Regions from separate parts of the Oryctolagus cuniculus genome. Here region 2 is linked to region 1. A link is a contact called in public Micro-C data. All regions are on one chromosome and are shown on one strand. Each heading gives the region's core, a stretch centred on a gene start, on an enhancer-like site or on the middle of the called end of the contact. The rest is flanking DNA. Distances are from core to core; before and after follow the strand shown. Region 1 overlaps LIMA1 (LIM domain and actin binding 1). Region 2 holds the start of LIMA1 (LIM domain and actin binding 1).

The links. A called contact is a pair of places that touch in the nucleus more often than the background predicts.
Region 2: a Micro-C map of ear pinna shows a contact between it and region 1, with 2.4 times the contacts expected there. The contact joins the promoter of LIMA1 here to the enhancer-like site in region 1. A contact is called at or near these places in 3 of 6 Hi-C or Micro-C datasets (ear pinna, skin fibroblasts and an unstated tissue).

The regions. Positions count from the first base shown.
Region 1 is chr11:53,537,232-53,540,967 of mOryCun1.1, forward strand. It overlaps LIMA1 (LIM domain and actin binding 1), which reads right to left. Exons shown (of 9, transcript XM_051846276.2): 4 at 1,206-1,652. Among named protein-coding and RNA genes, the nearest start is that of CERS5, 46 kb to the left of the region's middle. Within about 2 kb of position 1,395, at least 5 of the 8 cell types and tissues checked have an H3K27ac peak or open chromatin away from gene starts, as enhancers often do. A contact at or near this core is called in ear pinna, where this site is marked.
Region 2 is chr11:53,593,683-53,597,161 of mOryCun1.1, forward strand. It overlaps LIMA1 (LIM domain and actin binding 1), which reads right to left and starts at 1,528. Exons shown (of 9, transcript XM_051846276.2): 1 at 1,319-1,528.

The DNA.
Region 1 (3,736 bases), core at 145-2,644:
AAACTTTTAAAAAAATTAAATTAAGATCATAAAGGGGAAAGAGGACTAAAAATTGAGAGGGAAGAGAGTTGAAGAAAAGTAATAAAACTGCTTTGTGGTTGTATCTCTTGCCAACTGCTTTCAATGTTAAAGTAGTTAAAGCTTGCTCACAGAGAAAGGTTCTAGCTTGTCGAACCTTCACAAATTCTTCCTCGGTCCTCAAACATTCAAGAACTTTCCTAGGCAGGAAAGCAACAGGCACTTCGAGACAACAATGTCACAATGAATGCAGCAGAGGACCTCTGGATGAGTTATCTATTTTTTTTCTTTTCTTATCTGAGGATGCTTCCTCCTATTACTTCACAAATAGAGGGACTTGGGCCAAATATTTAGCTTTTAAAAAACTCAGCTCTCCCGTGAAGATGGAATCTGTAGTAAATGATGGCTTCGCTTCCAGTTGGATCTGTTTATTTCATTATAATGACTGTTGTAACAAACCATCCCCGCGTACAAAGCCAGATATGTAGGAAAGTCTGAGAAAACTGGAAAAATTTACCAGCTCTGCGGCCCCGGGATTGTGCTGTAAGTCACCAGCATATGTAACTCATTTTCTAGTTAAGTAATGCCCTCTGGGGATTCAGTCTACAATCCACACGAAGGCTCAGATTTCATTAGCAGTTGTAGGAAAATGCAGCCCTGGGCATTTGCAAGTCAAAACTCCTAAAGCTACAGCTTGTCTGGCTATCTTCATTGATTTTTCCTGGGAGAGGGTTTTAGCTGATAGAAAACATTTGTTGGAAGGCACAGATGAGGAAGTTGAGAAGCGGAGAAAGGGTTCAGCTAGCAAAGAGACAACTAAGCCTCAGTCTTAATGCTCAACTCTGCAGCTGTGTCCAGCAGAGAGCAAGATTCAGCAGTCATTTCACCCCCCAAGGCTACAATGACAAAAGGCACAGGAAGACCAATTAAAAGGGCAAGTACACAGAAACAGAATCCAATCTTCATTTTTAGATAGCAATTGGACTCTCGGCCTCAGCTTGAATTAAGATGAAATTGGGTCAGATACTCACGAATCTTAGCACCTATGTAAATAATTCACCTGTGAATTCATCCAACTTGAATCAAAAGACACACTCGGCCTCTATTCCAACTGTCTAAATGAGAAAACCAGCTTTGTTTAGTACTGGACTCGCCCTTCTCAAGTTTTACTCCCAGCCCATTCTTACCTTGGTTTGAGTTGGTTCCCCTTTCTCAAACATCATCTTAAGCCTGTTCAGTGGGACATTGTATTTCTCTATTTTGCCTGAAGCTTCTGTGTTTTCACCGATTTCGGATTTTTCTACTTCATGCCTGGATTCTCCCAGACAGTTTTCCATCTTTTTACTTTCTGTTGCGTGGTCCTTATGATCCTGACGCTCCTCGATGCGGTGAGAGAGGGCTTCAGGAGGTGATTCCAAACCGGGTCCGGGGTGGACCTGCGGATCCACTCGGGTGGCAGGAACAGAGCTGCCGGTCACTTCTGTGGGCGGATGGCCGACTCTGTGCCTAGTCTCGGCGCTGCTGTTTCGCACGGTGTCTGTGTGTGGCTCCACTCCTGGCACCGGGTTCTCCCACTTCTTCTTTAACACAGTCAGGGTCCCCCGTCTAAAGTGCGGGGGCAAACTTTCAGGGTTCTACAAGAAGGAGAAGCAAGTGCCAGTTACAACTTGCCTGCTGAAACATTCAAACATGTTGCTCTTTGCGAAATGAAAGTTCAAACTGCAAGCTGCAGCGAGTCCACGGCTGTTTCAGACAGCTGTGCAGTTACAGCCCTGCCACATGGAGCAAGCATCCACCCGGGAGAGGCAGAGGGGAAGAGAGAAAAAGTCAGGAGCTGCAGCAGGAAGTGATAAAACAGGATAGCCTTATAAGGGCAAAATGAGAAGAAAGGGGAGCCCAGCTCTGATGATAGTTATTACATCGGAGACGAGAAATTCTGATTCCAAGATCAACGGGGGTGGGGTGGGGGATACCTCTTATTTTAAACACTGTAAATATGCACTAATGAAATTCATTAGACTAAAAAATGACGTGAATTCTGTTTTGTTTTTCTTTTAAACAAGATAAAGACACAAGATAGCTGAAACTAATACCAATAATTATACAGTAACATTGAGGATTGAAGCTCTCTGGAATAACCTAAAGAAGTCACCATCCTTGTACAAGTATTTGCTAAATATTAAGTTGTATTTGACCTAATTTACATGCACATAAATACATTTTACTTTTATATAGGAGCCTAATCCCCTTTCTTTCCTGCTTTTCTCTACCTGTTTCATCTATGTATAAATTCTCAGCTCACAGAAAATTCGCTATTTTCCGGACCCTTTGGTTGAAGAAGATCCAGGTTTTCTGTGAAAACAGCCATCACCTACCCTGATGATCAAAGCACACACACTTCCACCTCTTAGAGAGGTTACTTTCACCTGGGTCAGAAATGGAATTAACACATCCGTGTAAAGACAGACTGCAAATAACCTGGGAACCACGCTGACACTGCCGTGGAAGTAACTGTCAGGTACTTCGAGAGCACTCCTAGAAAAGTGAACAGCACTAGCACCACCAGCCCAAACTCTGACCTTCCGATTCTCCATTCCTGAGAGCTTCGACTCCCCGGGCTTTCAGCTCAGAAAGAAAGGACAAACAACCCAGGACTGAAAGACTTGGGGAATTAAACAGGATTAGCAGCTATATTGGGAATTAAGTCTCTCACCCTATTACTCTTCTGAATACAGTCTGAGAGCCACTTCATCAAGTGGCAGCAAGGCCTGGGGGGAAAAAGTGATAGAAAACAGCTGTTTGATGCTGGTGTTTAAATCTTAGCTTCCAAGATGACTCACTGGGAGAAGCATGTATAGACTAGAGATAGAAGCAGGAGAAAAAGTTTATGCTGGAAAATGGAAAATTAAAAGACAGTTTCAAGGGTGGGCATTTGGGCTAGCTGTTAGGATGCTAATGAAGACACTCACATCCCACACCGGAGTGCCTGGATGCCATATATGGCTCTGGCCCCCAACTGCAATTTCCTGCTAATACAGGCCCTAGGAGGCAGCGGTTTTTGGAGGCTCAAGTATTTGGGTTCCTGGCTTCTGGCCACCCATGTGGGACACCCAGATTGAGTTCCCAATTCCTGGCTTCAGCCTGACCCAGGCTTGGCTTTTGTGGGCCTTTGGGGAGTGAACCAGCAGATGGGAGTGCTCTCTCTGTACCTCTCTGGTGCTCAAATAAATAGAAATAAAATAAAATAAAACCAAAAAAACTGCTCCACAAACTGGCACTACCTTCACTGCCAGCAGTACCCTTGGCTCTATTATCTCATGCACACAACAGATGAGTCACCTGGGTCTCTGTCTTCATGGTCCCCACCTTGCCCAAGAGGAGCCCCAAGAATCTAAGGGGCTTTTTGCCTTGGTAACTGCACAATGCTTTTCTCAGACACATATCAAGTGATCAAAGCATATCTGTTGACGTGGAAAGATGCTCATAAGATAATTCTGGGTGAAAGGCAAATTATAAACAGAATGATCCCTTGGGGCCAGTGCCGTGGCACAGTAGATTAATCCTCTGCCCACAGTGCCGGCATCCCACATGGAAGCCAGTTCTAGTTTTGGCTGCTCCTCTTCCAATTCAGCTATCCGCTGTGGCCTGGGAAAGCCAAAGTCCTTGGGCCCCTGAACCCACATGGGAGACTGGGAAGAAGCACCTGGCTCCTGGCTAT
Region 2 (3,479 bases), core at 278-2,777, 57 kb after region 1:
AAAGGCAAAAAGGGGACTAAAACAGAAAACCTATGTTCTCTGAGCTCCAAAAGCACCCTGGGCTGACCTCACTCAACTATCAGCTGTATAGATGACTGCCAACCCACTTGATTTCAAGCTGTTCTGGGCAGGGATGTTGGGAGTGTCGAATCCACAGCAGCACTGACACAAGAGGCACTCAATGAAGGTTTTGTCAAAGAATAAAATAAGGTCCTAAAGTAACTAACAGGTGCCAAAATACGTATTGTTTTATTAGTGTAAAACCAGACAATATATATGCATGTGAACTTTTAATTTCTTTATCTGCAGTCGACTTTAGTACTCTTTGCAGATCTATCTAAAGCATTATCCTGCAGCCAGGCTATAACTGCGCTGGAACTTAGAAAATGTTCATTGAGGGTCACCTCTTGTATCTACATCAGAAGCAAGAGTTACTTTACAGCTCCTAAAATATGTCATTTGCGAACAGTATTTGTTAAAATGTCGATAAAAAATATTCCAATGAGCCACTTAAATCAAGAGGAGATTGAAGAATGCAAAAGAAGACCCCTGCCGAAAAGGCCCCTGGTACCTTTGACTAATTTGAAAAGTCAAGTCAATTCCCAAAAGCTGGAATTAGGTGCAAACCAATCATAGTTCAAATGTCTCTCGCCAGGATAAGCTAATCTGGCTGTTGCGACCCCCATAAGGAGGGGAGGAAGGGCGCCGGTTGGTTCACTCCTGGAACCTACAACTTCAAGCTTTGGTATGTGTAGCCAGGGGTGTCCATTTACCTCCCATTAGCACCTACGTATGTGGGAGACAGGTGCCGCTAGGACACCCACAATAGCGATTCGACAGAGACCCATCAGCTGCAAGCCCTGCTCTGTTCTCCACAGTCTTCCAAGAGTTCAGTTGGAGGAACAAAAGGGCAGAAAAGCCGAAGGGAGAGGGAACGGCTGCAGACGGAGAAGGAAAAGGAGCAGATAAATATTTAGAATATATCCCTGGGGGGCAGATTTCGAGTTTTGAAGAACTGCTCCCTTACCAACACAGCAAAAATGCGCACAGTGAGAAAGCAGCGCTCCCGCCGGCACAGGAGTCGGGGCGGGGGGCGGGGGGGGGGTTTCCATCAGCTCCCGCTCTCCGGCTGGAAGAGCTCAGTCACTCCCACCCCGAGCGCAGTCCCCAGACGTGAGGAAGGAGCCGGATCCGGGGGCTCTCTCGAGGGGGAGGGGCTCACGCGCCTGGCGCCCTCTCCTCGCACAAGTCGCGGGAGAAGCAGCGAGTGTAGGCTCACTCTCCGGCGGTGGAGAAGGTGGAGCCAGAAGGCCCTTACCTGACTACTAGCCGTCTTTTCCCGACGCTGTTACCAGCCCTGTCACGGGTCTCGGGCGTTCTACCTCGCGCACCTGTCGCGCCCAAGCTGCTACACCTACAAGTTCTGGCGGCTCCGCCCAGGTCCCGCTCAGAGCCCCGCCCCCGGACCCCGCCCATCGCCCGCGGGCGCGCGCACGGCCGCCCTCGTCTCGGGCGGACTTAGGCGAGCGTGCGCGCCGCCGGCTACGTGCGCGCGGCGCCCTCGCGGGGCGGGGCGCTGGTGTTGCGAGAGGCGTGGCTCCTATCTCAGGTTTCCTGGAGGATCCGAGCCCTAAAGGACTTTGGTTCCTGCGCTTCTGTACTTTGGCCTTGAGGCCTCTGAGTGCAGGTCACCTCAGTTTGACTTAGGAGTCACCCCGAGGTTTCGCGTCAGTTCACCTGATGGCTTCCGGGGTAAGGCCTGTGCGAGGAAAGGTGTTTTGCAGGTGGCCGGCTGGTGCAGTGGATGGAGCTGCCCCTCAATGGGGACTCCGGCTCTTTGGCTTTCCTAAGTCGCTCCCGCTCGCTGGATCTGAGTTTCCTCATGAATGAAGGGGATGGATGAGGGCAAACGATCTCCACGCGCTCTCCCAGCCTGGCGAATGGTTTAGCAAACGTCAAGAGGTTCCACCGCGTGGACGTTCTCCCGCCAAATTCTCACCCCAGTTCCTTGATAGAGCCCTTTCCTGTCCCCCAGGTTTAGTAGAGTTTCTGCTCACAAGGTTTCTAAAGCTGTTGGGAATTCATGCGGCGTGATAAGTCTTTAGAAGGAGCCAGTGGCGATAAATGCTGAAGCAGTTAGTGACAGTTTTGCCAGCGGTGACTAGGTCAGCCATTTGTTCTCCTCTCTTCAGATAAGCAGCCTGGGCTGATTACTGAAAAGGTATATGGGTACTTCAAAAAGTTTGTGGAGAGTGGCATTAACAGTTTAAAAAGTTTTTGAAAAAGATATGTATTTAAAGATTTATTTATTTGAAAGTCAGAATTACACACAGAGGAGAGGCAGAGAGAGAGAGAGAGAGAGAGAGAGAGAGAGAGAGGTCTTTAATCCACTGGTTCACTCTCCAGTTGGCCACAACGGCCGGAGTTGCGTCTATCCAAAGTCAGGAGCCCAGAGCTTCTTCCAGGTCTCCCATGCGGGTGCAGGGGCCCAAGGACTTGGGCCACCTTCTGCTGCTTTCCCAGGCCATAGCAGAGAGCTGGATCAGAAGTGGAGCAGCCGAGACTTGAACCAGCACCCATATGGGATGCCAGCACTGCAGGCAGTGGCTTTACCTGCTATGCCACAGTACTGGCCCCAAGATTTATATATTTAAAAATCAGAGCTACAGAGAGGGAGAGACAGAAAGATCGTCCATCTAAACATTTATAGTTTAACATACCATAATATCTCTAAGAGAGTAAATACTCCGAAGTCATTACTTCATAGGTTTTATTCCTAACTTCATTTCATCAATAATTTTACTCTTGAAGTTGTTTGTCCATAATATCTCTATGACAGAGATACTGTGTAATGTATACATCTATGGTTTAATGGGAGTATGCACACCATGGAAATTAGCAAATGCCATATATCAGAGTTGGTAGTTTTTTTAAAATTTTTTTCTAGACCAGGTTGCAGCAAATGTTTTTGTAAATGCGTAAATATTATTTTAGGGTTTGTGGAACATATGGTCTCTGTCACTAATACTCTACTCTTTCATTATAGTGCAAAAGTATCCATAGGCAATACCTAAAGAATTTGTTTTTTAAAAAAGCTTAATTTACAGAAACAAGCATCAGGCTTGTTTCTTGATATGGATCATGCAGAAATAAACTGAATGGTGTGAGACAACTTTGCCTTTTACATTGTGAATAGCACAAGAAATTGAGGCAGTTTTGGAAAATTATGTGATTCATCCAGTACGTTGTGTCACTGAACCAGGTAGGTCTGCTGCCTGAGGCACCACATCTGTGACACATGAGGGGAAAGCCTTTATTAAGGGCCAGTGATGAGACAGGAGGATATTATTCAAATGTGTTTCTTCATATGGGGGGTCTGGAAAAAATTTTATGGATCACGAAGGAGGTAGCTGGTGTGCAGAAATGCTGGTGAGGGAATTCTGAATGGAGGGGTGTGGAATCAGGCCAGCATAGTGTGA